Linked DNA regions of Mus musculus: region 1 is linked to region 2. A link is a contact called in public HiChIP or PLAC-seq data. All regions are on one chromosome and are shown on one strand. The core of a region is the stretch at or near the end of the contact, and the rest is flanking DNA. Distances in the headings are between cores, read along the strand shown.

What was found. HiChIP or PLAC-seq counts read pairs in DNA pulled down with a chosen protein or histone mark.
Region 1: a BATF HiChIP or PLAC-seq map of CD8 T cells shows a contact between it and region 2, with 11 read pairs. The contact joins two enhancer-like sites. A contact is called at or near these places in 2 of 39 promoter capture datasets (the C10 cell line and neutrophils), 2 of 484 Hi-C or Micro-C datasets (embryonic stem cells and regulatory T cells), 2 of 115 datasets of contacts at active chromatin or transcription factors (CD8 T cells and embryonic stem cells) and 3 of 9 other capture datasets (adipose tissue, liver and pancreatic islet).

Annotation. Positions count from the first base shown.
Region 1 is chr4:109,104,283-109,110,572 of GRCm38.p6, forward strand. The region is part of intron 4 of Osbpl9 (oxysterol binding protein-like 9); the gene reads right to left. Among named protein-coding and RNA genes, the nearest start is that of Gm52703, 26 kb to the right of the region's middle. Within about 2 kb of position 1,914, at least 64 of the 459 cell types and tissues checked have an H3K27ac peak or open chromatin away from gene starts, as enhancers often do. A contact at or near this core is called in CD8 T cells, where this site is marked.
Region 2 is chr4:108,983,386-108,989,983 of GRCm38.p6, forward strand. No RefSeq gene overlaps it. Among named protein-coding and RNA genes, the nearest start is that of Nrd1, 14 kb to the right of the region's middle. Within about 2 kb of position 3,921, at least 9 of the 459 cell types and tissues checked have an H3K27ac peak or open chromatin away from gene starts, as enhancers often do. A contact at or near this core is called in CD8 T cells, where this site is marked.

The DNA of each region.
Region 1 (6,290 bases), core at 664-3,163, 120 kb after region 2:
CTTCCTAATAATTTACATATATATAAAACATTTGAGAAAAATTATAATCAATGTATTCATAATCCAGATAAAAAAATTCATGGTAAAAACCATTCTTTTAGGTTTTGTTTGTTTTAAGCCAAGGTCTCACTATGCAATCCTGACTGCCCTGAAACTAGCTATGTAGACCAGGCTGGCCTCGAACTCACAGGAGACCTGCCTGCAACCGCCTCCCAAATGCTGGGATTAAACATCTTGGACCACCTCCACCAGGCTAAACGCTTCCATTTTTAAAGCTATCCAGAGAACTACAACTGTTTGCTGAGCAGAGTGGCGTTCACACATCACCCTTCACAGGAGGATGAGCTCCTGCTAACTTATACACCTGAGAATGAGGAGGAGGCCTGGCTTGGGTTTTGTTTTGTTTCAAGAATATAATGGCGTAATTAGCAATAATGTAACAATCAGGACCCAGTTAGCATCAGGTAAATACACGATTCTTACTCAGCAGTTTGAAAGAACAACTGCACAATCAAGAGTAAACTGAAGAATCTGCCACAAGAGGAGGAAAAGTGGTCTTTAAAAAAATTTCCTCTTCTAAATTCATTTAGAGTTCTTAGAATTCTGTCAACAATTAATTAACAGAATCTTTTAAACAAATCAATAAAATTCTGCTACAGAAGAGAAACAATATTTAAACTTCAAGTCTGAACCCTCCCTCAGTTCTTCAGAAACCACCCTTAGTTGTTTCCCAGCTGAGTCCCATGCACTGTCCTCCCAGCCCCCGATACCCTTCCACGACTTCCCTTTCCCAGCAGAACCAACTGAGCTTCACAACCTCACCACACACATCTCACTGATGCAGTTTTCTTTTTGGAATGCTTATAGGAGGTTTATAATGGAATTCATCAGCCTAAAATCACAGAACTGGCCTGACTTCCCCTGCACATCAATCCAAAAGTTTGCAGATGTGCTTTAAAGGCCCTCTACAGTCAACTCATCTACCACCAATGGAATAATGTTTACAAATTCATCAATAGCATGAACAGGTGACAGTAATAACACTGTTCTTAAATTGACTAAGAATGCACTAAAATTACCACTAGTTTCACTCTCAGTCACTGACTCTATCTTCCCAGTCTCTGAGTCATCTTGTCTCTCCTTGAGTATCTCATGAATGGCAAGAGATAAAACCTGCTGAATTTTTATTTAAAAAAAAAAAAGTTGAAGAGATGGCTCAGTGGCTCAGAGTGCCAGCTGCTCCCCACAAACTTCAGTTCCTGGTGATTCTGTGCCCTTTTCTGGCCTCCCCAGGCACTGTATGCATATGAATCAGCAAGTTTATGTGCACATGCACACACAGACACTAAAAACTGCACTATATACCTGTTCTTCTTTCTAGCCAACATTAGAACAGTGAGGCATTAGACTTATTCATACTGGTCCTTTGTTAGTAAATTTTTTAAAAAAACTTGTATTTATTGAGCATTTATATGTACACACACACACACCCCACTACACGTGTGTGGTCAGAAAGCAGCCTCCGGGAGTCAGTTTTGTTCTCCTTCATGTAGATTCTGGGAATTTAAATCAGATCATCAGGTTTTGCATCAGTGGCCATCCTGCTGGTCCTAGAGACTTCTTTTTAAACAAGACTAAGAATATACATTGTTCCCAAGCAGAGTATGGTCTATCTTCCTTTGAAAGGAAAGGAAACAGGGCAGACTCTGAAAAACTGATTTCACCCTTCTAGAGAGCAGTGTAGGAGTCACATAGATGCATTCGGTAGTACTCTGCACTTGCCCTATCTAACACTGTACACGTTACTGTCTGACTTCTCTGAAGAAAGACAGAGAAGACAGGAACTGTGCCATTCACTCACTAGCACCCTCCAGGGCTGTCTCAGTGCCAGCTGCATGCATGTGGCACCAGTTGTACCAGCTGTCAGCTGCTGCTACCCATGTGCCTGCAATCTCTGTACTTCCATTCTCTCCCCCCTTTCCTTTCTTCTCTTGTCAGGTCCTTCAGCAGTAACTGAAGTGACCATACTGCAGTGCGGTAGTCAGGGCCTCTGCTCTCTGGCTCACTATGCTGATGTTCATTACAGTTCATTACATGTCAGTGTGTACAGGAATTCACTTTATGTTTTAACTAAACACTCATAATCCTAGCACGTAGAGGGAAGATTAAGAATTCTGGGCAGTCAAGACTCTCTCAAAACACTAAAACACATTTTTAAAAAGTTTAAAAGCAGTTACAGAGAAACAAATACAAAATGGTTTATGATATAATAAGAAAATTGAATCAGTATTTTCTAATTTGTAAAATACAGGACTAGCTTAATATTCTTAGAAGACACCTAAAAGCTAACATGTTGGCAAATTAAATCAATTTCCTATTAATGATTCTAGGTGGGACATGAAACAGAGAACAAAATGTTCCACTCCCATTAAAAAGAACACTGTAAGGGGTGCCCTTAAATCCCAAGGTACATGCAAATCATAACTTGCTTTGGCTACTTTCCTAGTAAGACTTTTGAAGCAGGCAGTAGAAGCTTTTAAAATAACTCCTGCTGACAGTGACAGACTAATAGCAAGGGTCAAAGTGACCAAAGGTGACTTAAGGTCTTCTTCCCAGAATCAATAATTAAGAAACTTATGGGTAGCCTTTAATTCCAGTTTAATCCCAGCATTTAGGAGGCAGAGACAGGTGGATCTCTGGTTTGAAGCCAGCCTTGTCTACAGACTGAGTTCCAGGACAGGCAGGGCTTCACAGAGAAACCGTGTCTCGAAAAACAAACAAACAAGGAAAGAACGAAAGGAGCTTCTGGGTAGCTGGAACTGAGAGAGGACTAAAAGGAAGACCGAGTAGTAACACAAACTCAAAACAATGACAGACAGTTTGCTATATGCAGTATTTTTTTTAAACAGTACAAAATAGTATACAATAAAAAATATGTTCTCCCCACAAAAGAAAGGGAAGCCTAGAATCCCAGCATCTGTTAGGTGGAGGCAGGAGGTTCACAAGTTCAAAGCTAGCCTGAGCTACATTAGTTCCTTCCTCAAAACAATTTGTTTAGGGCTGGAGAGATGGCTCAGTGGTTAAGAGCACTGGCTGCTCTTCCAAGGTCCTGAGTTCAATTCCCAGCAACCACATGGTGGCTCACAACCATCTGTAATGGCATCCAATGCCCTCTTCTGGTGTGTTTGAAGAGAGCGACAGTTTACTCACATACATAAAATAAGTAAATCTTTTAAAAAAATGTTTCAAATACATATCTATCTATCTATATATGTATGTATTTGAAATAAATTGTTCATATAAGTCTTCCTAGAAAGTTTAAAATAATAGAGAACATCATTAGTAGTAAAACTACAAAGGGGAAAAACAGGTTAAAATTTTAACAAAGAAAAACCCACCTAATAAAAGTAAGTAAGAATATTGGCATTTTAATTAGCAAAACAAATACCTTAAAATTAATGAAATTTTATGCAAATGCAATTTAATTAACATAAAGGCACCTGCAAAGTCTATGTTAATAACTGGAGCATGACACATTTGCGATGACCTCTCACCCAATCAAAGAAGCAGAGGGAATACTTACGATTTAATCACTTACAATTATTTTTGAAAATTCAAGAACTGGAGAGATACCAGAAGACTGGAAAAAAGCAAGTGTGGTACTGATCTTCCATAAAGGTAAGAAGAGAGAGAGTAGAAAGTTACCATGCTGCAAGTGTGGTATCAATAATCAAGCAAAGGACTAAGAGGAAACCTGTAACTACACAGGGGAAATAAGGACGTGAGCAAGTGACAAGTTAAAAACAAACAGTATGCCAAAATTCCTGGCCTTTCTGTTTCTTAGAAAACTAAGCTAGCATATTAAGCTCTTAGAGAAATGACACTATTTTGCCTTCCTATTAGATGACTTAAAAGCTTATATAAACAAAAAAGTATACAAAGAAACAACTTAGTAATTTTCTCACGCCCATGACTCTATGTGAAGAGCACTAATGCTATCCTTGGCTAACTGCGCACCCTGAAACATTTATAGCCCTCATGGTCCATCTGCTTCAGCTACAGCTCACGACTCGGAGCTATTGAGGAGTATTGAAGGTAAGGATTTCTATGTATTTTTAACCCTATAGATTTAATATTCAACTATCAATTCATCTGGAGTCAAGACAATACATTTTTTAAACACTCATAAAACTAACTGAGCATAGTGCTGAACTTTTTTCTCCACTGTATTTTCTGGAAGGCATATTTCCACAGCTACATGATTTCAAATTAGCTTCTCTTATCCACCTGGTAGCTCTTAGTTTCTTACCAGAAACTTCTGTGTATCCCAAGAATCCCCTAAAAGGTCTTTTCTCATAATTCTAAATAAACAATACTAACACTATGGATTCACCATTAATAAGACATTGGAAAAATTTCAGAGCACTATAAAGTCTGTTATACACAGACTTATTCTTTTTCATTTCATCATTATGGCATTGAAATAGTTATAAAGTAAGCTCAGGCCTAGAATCCCAGCACTTGGAAGGCTGAGGCAGGAGGACAGCTGAAAGTTCAAGGATAGCCTGAGCTATGAAGTGAAACCATGTCTAAAAGAAAAGAAACCAGAAAAAGAAATTAAGAAAGAAAAAAGTGTGAGATAGACTGGCACTGAACCCATTTTACAAGGGCCTACTGAACACCCAGATCTTCCACTAGAATTTTTCTTTTTTTATTGAAAATATAATTTTTTATACAACATATTCTGATTACAGCTTCCTCTCCCCCAGCTCCTCGAAACCTACAAATACCATACTTTTGAAAAGAGCCTGCAGCCTGAGGACACTGACCTTGTAGTCAGAAAGTCCTCTGAGGGGTGATGCAGTGGGACTGAGTAAACAGCACTAAGGACCGAGCATGCTCTGAATCCTGACAGACCGACCGCCTGTGTGGTCAGGACAGGCGCTGGCCCTGCCCACGTCCTCAGTAACAAGATGGAGCAGGTAATCTGATGGTAGCTATTCAATTTCCTTTCTAGATCTGAAGCCTTGGGAACCAGAATCCACTTCTGTAATCCCAAGGTCCACACAGTAGTACTTCACAGGTAAGTCAACTTGACAGATTTTAAAGACAGAAAATAGAAGGCTGATGACTAATGCTGTAAGCCACATGTGGTTTTTCTTAGGGAATATACGGTCAAGAAAAAGACACAAGCACTCATTAAGTGTAACATTCCTTCTAGAAAAGAAAAAGAACAGTAAGCTGAAGCCCTGAAGAAGATAATGGATGATATAAAATTGTAAAAGCAATAAACAAAAGGTAGCAACATACAGCCTAGAAACAGACAGAAGAAAGAACCTAGGATGTGCAGGAAACTGTTAGTTATTTCACCTAAAGCACAAAATGTAAGTTATATCTAAAAATTACCTTGGTAACCAGGAGTCAAGTAATGTAAGGAAGGCTTCCCCTCCACCCAGTTGTAATGGTTAGACATGACTCCAAACAGCCACTAAAACTGTTTCTAGTTTTAAATTTGTGCAGAAAATAGTTTAATGTTTAAGCGTTTGTTTTGTTTTTAAAGGAAAAATGAACTACAAAATCAAAACTGCTCACCCAGACGTGACAGAAATGGGCAGCTTCGCCAGGTCAATCCAGAATTAACAATCAGGCACAGATGCCCGCACTAAAATCACGACTTGGCGCGCTGGATAAATGCTCATGATAAAACTCTACGCGCCCTTTCACTGTCAGAACAAAATATAAATACAGACTCCATAATGTTATATGGTTTTTAAAAATAAAACGACTTAAGTTTGGGGCATAAGGATTTTCCCTATTAAAAATAACATAACTTTTATCAAAAAATTCTCCCAATTTCTTCAGTAAAACTACATAAAAAGCAGCTAGAGTACATGAACAAAAGACTGAAGTTTACAAACAGAACAGCCCTAGAGCTGCATTTGCCTGGGGAAGCCTCTTTGCCTGCTATCTTGCAAAATTATCCATCATTCTCAGAAGTGCACTAGCATAGACGATATGGTTATTTTCTTCATCAACCTTTTGTAACACATGTAATTTATGAAAGATGTGTAAAGTTGCCTCAGAAGATTCAGATGTAGCAAATTACTTTTAAAAAAAATTAAAACTCACAGAAACACGAGTTTACAGGCATTCATAAAACAGTCACCACTGAAACTTACCTCACAGACGTGAATGGTATAAGAACTGCATATTTTATACGTCATTTTAGTTTCACATTGTAAGCTGTATTTGTTTTGTTTTGGAGACAGGGTCTCAACTGTACAGTTCTG
Region 2 (6,598 bases), core at 2,671-5,170:
CCTCACAAAGGTGCAACAAAAACAAATGAGATCATGGGTGTGTAGGTGTGTTATAAAGCTGCAACCATCCTATGCTTGTAATAAATTATTGTTTACAGTGATTTATATGTGATTTGCAAGAAATACTTAATAATTATCCTTTGACAGTCCTTGGGATGTGGAAATGTGATTGCAAAATAAATATTAGGCACACTGAAGAGAAAAAGATATTATATATGCTATCTACTGCTAAGCTGATTACAATACAATCAGGAAGATAACATTCATGAGATTTAAACAGGATTCATGATTTAAACAGGAACTTAAAATGTATGTAAAATGAAAACAGTACAGGAGAAGTCCCAAGGTTATATTCGATACTCACCAAGAAAGCAGTACAAAGAGCATGTATCTCCATCCCAGGAATGGAATGGTGGGGTATGCAGCAGTAGATAGAAAGCTGTTCTGGGCTTGAGATCTGAATGTGTTCAACAAAGGCCTGTAGGAGGAAAGTTTTCAGGAGGGCTTGGAGGATGTGGCTAGATGGAGATTCCCTGCTGATTGCCCCAGGACTGTCTGTCTGCCCACAACCCCAAGACTCACACTGTGCATTTATGACACCCCCAATTAATTCTACTGCTTCAAGTGGTACACTCATCTTGTCCCACTCGGTAATATTTTTCCTTCTTCCTTTTTTGGTAACAATTTCAAGCTTACAGGAGATTTGCAGGAGCAGTGCAAAGGCTGTCCTCCCTGGAGTCTTCTAGAGTAAGTGTCCATCTGACTCTATATCATCCACAAATGGTCAAACAGAGATTTATCTCCTTTCTTTCCATGTTCTTTATTTTTTGATGATAGGGGTCAAGCTTAGGTCTTTGTATATGCTAAGCATATATCCTACCGGGCTCAGACAGGCATGATCCCAAATCAGGAAATTAACATCAGTGCATTATTGTTGTGTTACTTCTACTGGATATGGACAAACACTTATTCACCCCAGACTGGGCACCAATCATAGAACAGTAAGGATTCTACCAAAGTCCAACTTGGCCAGCCAATCAGTTTACTGGACTTACTTAGAGCCATGTGGGCGACCCTCACCCAGCTCATCCCTGCACAGCCACACTGCATCACAGGTTATGGCCTAATGGAAGCTGCCCATAGAGTCCCACCTTAAATCAAATTTCCACTTTCACATTTAATCGTTTCCCCAGACAGCTCTGCTTCTATTCTCATGTCATATGAACATAATACATTATATATCTGCATAAAATCTAAGCAACACAAATGATAGAAAACGTGATACCTACCTTCCCAAGACTGGTTAAATTCGCTTAATATGATTATCTCCAGTTGCATTCATTCATCTACAGATAATATCATTTCTTCTTTATAGCTGAAAAATTCCATTCCGTCACACACATATGTATATCTCACAGTTCCTCTTCCCATTCCCATGATGCCGGATGGCTAGGTTGGTTCCTTAACCTAGTTATTGTGCCTGGTGCTGTAATACACACTGATGAGCAAGTATCTCTGTGATATATCAACTTTAAATCTTTTGGTTAAATAGCTAGGAATGATACAGCTATGTCGTATGGTGGATATGGTTTTAGTTTTTCAGAAAAACTCCTATACTGGTTTCCATAGATTATCTTGCATTACCACTAGCAGTACATGAGGGTTCCCTTTTATCTATATAATCACCACGACTTGTTGTTTTCTTTGTTCTTCACAGGCTCAGGCAGCCCAGGCTGGTTTCAAACTCATTATTAAGTCACTAAGGATGACCATGAACTCTTTGAGCCTCCTGCATCCGCATGCTGAGGGATCACAGGGATATAGATACACCTAGGTTTTGGAGGTGCCGGACACTGAACCAGGATGTCATGCGTGCTAGGCAAGCATCTACCAACTGACCTACATTCCAAGCACTTATTTGCTTTCTTAATGACAGCCTAGGGTGAAACGGAGTCTCACTACAGCCTTAGTCTTTGCTTCCCACGTGTCTCTGGCTGTGTAGATTTATATCTGAGTTTTCTAATCCATGGATATATGTGTCTGTTTTGAGCTACTCTCACGGCACTTTATCACTATGACTTTGTAGTATAATTTAAAATAGTGGCAATGCTAGCATGATCCCTTTTGCTCAGGATTGCTTTGTTTGTTTGTGATCTGTGCTTCCACATGAGTTTGAAGGCTGTTTTTCAATTTCTGTGAACAGGGACATTGGAATACTGATAGGGATGGCACTGACTGTGCAGATGGCTTTTAGAAACACAACCATTTCCACAAAGTTCATGAAAGGTCTCGTCGTTCCGTGTTTTCTTCAAGTTCCTGGTTTGGTATTTAAAGTTTTCACTGTAGGGGTCTTGGGCCTGGTTAGGTTTATCACAGGATACATCCTCTTAAGGTAATTGTAGATGCAACTACTTTCCTATTTTTCTACTTCAGAATGTTTATTATTGGCAGATAAGGTGGCTATTTTTTTTACAGTTGTTTCAGTTTTTTGCTTTTTGAGACGGGGTTTCTTTGTGTAGCCCTGACTGTCCTGGAACTCACTCTGTAGATCAGGCTGGCCTTGAGCTCACAGACGTCCTCTGCCTCTTAATTGCTGGGATTAAAGGCATGCACTCTGGTCTATTCAGGGTTTTTATTATGAAGGGATGTTAGATTTTGTCAAAAGCCTTTTCTGGCTAGGCGAAGTGACTCGGTGCTCTCAACCAAGCTTAACAACCTGAGTTTCCTTCCCAGGACCCATATGGTAAAGAGACAAAAAACCTTCCACCAGTTGTCATCTGTTCTGCCTATTCATACACACACACACACACACACACACACACACACACACACACAAATAAATAGCACAAAATGTTTAAAGACCTTTTCTGTATCTACAAAGATTTCGGGTAATTCCTGTCTTTGAGTACATTTATGTGATACATTTTATATTTTTAAATTTTATCTTTGTGTGTGTGTGTGTGTGTGTGTGTGTGTGTGTGTGTGTAGGCTTATGTGCCCCTAAGCATGTGTGGAGGCCAGAAAAGGACACTGGGCATCCTGCTCTATCATTCAGTACCTTATTCTTTTGAGACAAGGTTCCTGGAGCTAGACTGGCCATCAGCAAACCACAATGATCCTCCCATTTCTGCTCCCCACAATACACCCAGCATTGAGTTTCAGGTGTACACAGCCATGCACAGCCTTTTACACAAGTGCTGGGGATTTGAACTTAGATCCTCATGCTTGCACTGCGAGTACTTTTACCCCAATCACCTCCCTAGCCGCTATATGAACTATTTTTATGTCGCCTGATTTAGTTATGATGACCCATCCTTCCATCTCTGGAATAATGCCATCTTGACAATGGCAAATTATTTTTTTGGAATAAAACTTTGTTTACATATTTAGATTTATTATTTATTTTATGTGTATGAGTGCTTTGCCTGCATATATGTATGTGTACCACATGTGTACCTGGTGTCCATGGAGGTTAGAGGAAGGTCTCTGAATCCTTGGAACTGCAGTACCATCATGTGATGATTGGATACCATCATGTGAGGCTGGGATTCAGACCCAAGTCCTCTGCAAAATGAGTAAGTAGTTCTCTGACTGCTCTTCCAGAGGTCCTGAGTTAAATTCCCAGCAGCCACATGGTGGCTCACAGCCATCTGTAACAGGATCTGGTGCCCTCTTCTGGTGGGTCTGAAGACAGCTACAGTGTACTCATATCCATAAAAATAAATAAATTTAAGAAAAAGAATACTGTCTCCCACCTCCCAGCAGGTGTGATGGCAGCAGCCCAGGGATGCAACTCTCCAGCCCCTATTTACAGCTACTATTGTTATTATTGTGTATGTGTGAGTAAATGGGAGTCGGGTCTCTTCTGCTGTGGGCTCCAGGAGTCCAGCTTGGGCTACTGGGCTTGTGGAGGAAGTGCTTTTACTGCTGAGTCATCTTGCTGGCCTTGAATGATATTTGGTTATTGTTTGCTTGCTTGCTTGTGAGATGGGGTCTCATATAGCCTATGCTGGTCTTGAACTTACTATGTAGCTGGGACTGGCTTTGAACACCTGATCTTTCTGCCTCCACTTCCCAAGGGCATGTGCCACGATACACGATTTAGCTCCTGTTCTTTCTTAAAAACCAATCTGCTAATCTGAGTCTTGTGGTTGCAAAATTGATACTCAGTTTTTATTGAAAGATGTGTATTCATACATGTCACTTTGTTGGTTTTGTGGTGGTTGGAGTGTTACTAGCCTTTTTATGTTTAACTTTTTATGTGCTAATGTGGCTTTCCGGTTGAGATCAAAAACAGCTCAAGGGGAAAGGGTTCATTTCTGCTTTCAATTTGCAATCCATCATTGAGAGAAACGAGGGCAGGAACTTAGGTAGGACCTTGAGGCTAAACCCACAAAGTAATGCTGCTTACTGGCTTGCTCCCAAGCTCTTCTTCACCTGCCCAGGAATGGCACTGCCCACAGGATGCCATCCAGCAACAATTAACAATTAAGAAAATGCCCCCATGGACATGACCACAGGCCAATCTGGTAGAGGTAATCCCTCAGTTGAGATTCCCTGTTCCCAAGTATGCAAAGTTGCTTACCCAGATTAGCTGTCACCAACTCCTTTTAAATATTGTCTGCAGAGTGGCTCTAATGATCATGGATTCCTTTAGCTTGTTTTAATTACTCTTCCTCTTTCAGTTAATGCAGATAGTTTTGCTGCATATTCTAGGCTGGGTTGGTACTTGGTTTCTTTCAGAGTCTGAAATATATCATTTCAAGTCTTTCTGGCTTTTACGTTTCTGTAGAGAAACCGGGTGCTATATTGAAGGGCTGTGTGTGTGTGTGTGTGTGTTTGTCTCTTGTAGCTTTCAATATAGTTCATTCTGTATCTTTACTGTTCTAACTGTGACATGACATAGGAAGCATCTTTTCTGATTTTGTCTGTGCCTCGTAGGTCTAGGTAATCCTCTCTTTCCCTAGAGTTGGTGAATATTCACCTATAATTTTTATTGAAAATGTTGTCTATGCTCTTGGAATGAAACTTTTCTCCTGTATCTATGGTCATTACTTGTGTATTTGATCTTCTCATAGAGTTCCACAGAGCTAACATTTTTTGCTTGTTTCATCTTCTTCCTCCTCCTCCTCTTCTTCTTCCTCTTCCCCCCTTCCTCCTCCTCTTCTCTTTCCAACTCCTCTATCTTATCTTCAACCCTGACATTTGTCTTCCCTTTGGTCTGTTCTATTGGTGAGGTTTTCCACAGAGCTTCTCACTCGGTTCATTGAATTATTTCTCTTTAACATTTATTTAATTACTCTCTCTCTGTATATGTATGTATGCATGCATGCATGTGCATGTGTGTGTATGTACCATAATGTGTACATACAGATCAGAGGATAACTTTGTGGAGTTAGTTTTCTCCTGATCCTGAGTGGGTCCTGGAGATTGAATTCAGGTCATCAACCTTGGTGACAAGCATCTTCATCAACTGAGCCACCTCAACAGTGTGAGTTACTAAATTTTCACTTCCAGATTTTCAATTTACCTTTTTCTTTTCTTCAGTATTTCTCCTTATCAAACTTGTTGGTTCATACTTTTAATCCTGGTGCTGGGGAGGCAGAGACAGGTGGATCCCTGGGCTCATTGGGCAATTAGCGAGCTCCAGGTCAATGAGAGATCCTATCTCCAAAATCAAGACAGAAGACAACAGAGAAACAATATCTGAGGTTGTCCTTTGGCCTCTATCATGTACATGTATGTAGCTCTGTGCCCACCGCCGTACACACATAGAGAGAAATACTAAGATCATCTGAAACGCTCCTAGAACTCAAGAGAGTCAGACACAAATCAATGCTAGAAAAAATTTTTTCTATGAAAGAAAAATCTATCAAAAGAAAAATGAAAAGTAAAGACAGAGTGGATACACACACACACACACACACACACACACAGAGAGAGAGAGAGAGAGAGACAGAGAGAGAGAGAGACAGAGAGAGAGAGAGACAGAGAGAGAGAGAGAGACAGAGAGAGAGAGAGACAGAGAACATGTACATAAGAACAAAACAGTGGTCTAGTAAACTGACATGGGGTGTTAAATAAAGGAGAAATAAATAGGGCGAGTGTTCAGTGAGCCTACAGCCTGAGTTTAGTCTGGCCTGCTTTCAGGCTTCAGTCTCACCTCCTTCAGCATTCCTTCCTAGGTCCCTAGATGCCTGGCACACCTCTGGGAAGTCCTTGAGAGGTCAGATCACAGATACTATTCCTGTCAGTGGGTGGTCCTGTCAGTCAGTGGGTGGTCCTGTCAGTCAGTGGGTGGTCCTGTCAGTCAGTGGGTGGTCCTGTCAGTCAGTGGGTGGTCCTTTACAGGTTGCATCATAGATGCTAGTCCCATCTCTGAGCAGTCCTTCAGTAGTCAGGTTGCAAATGCTGGCCCTGATTCCTCGGCTGCCCTCTTTTAAAAAGATATTAAATTAAACATTATTTAATTTTAATGTGTATAGTGCTTTGCCTGTAAGTATGTCTGTGTGCCACTTGAGTGCCTGGTGACCGTGGAGACCAGAGAGGGTACTAGGTCCCTTAGAACTGGAGTTACAGACAGTTGTGAGTCACTATA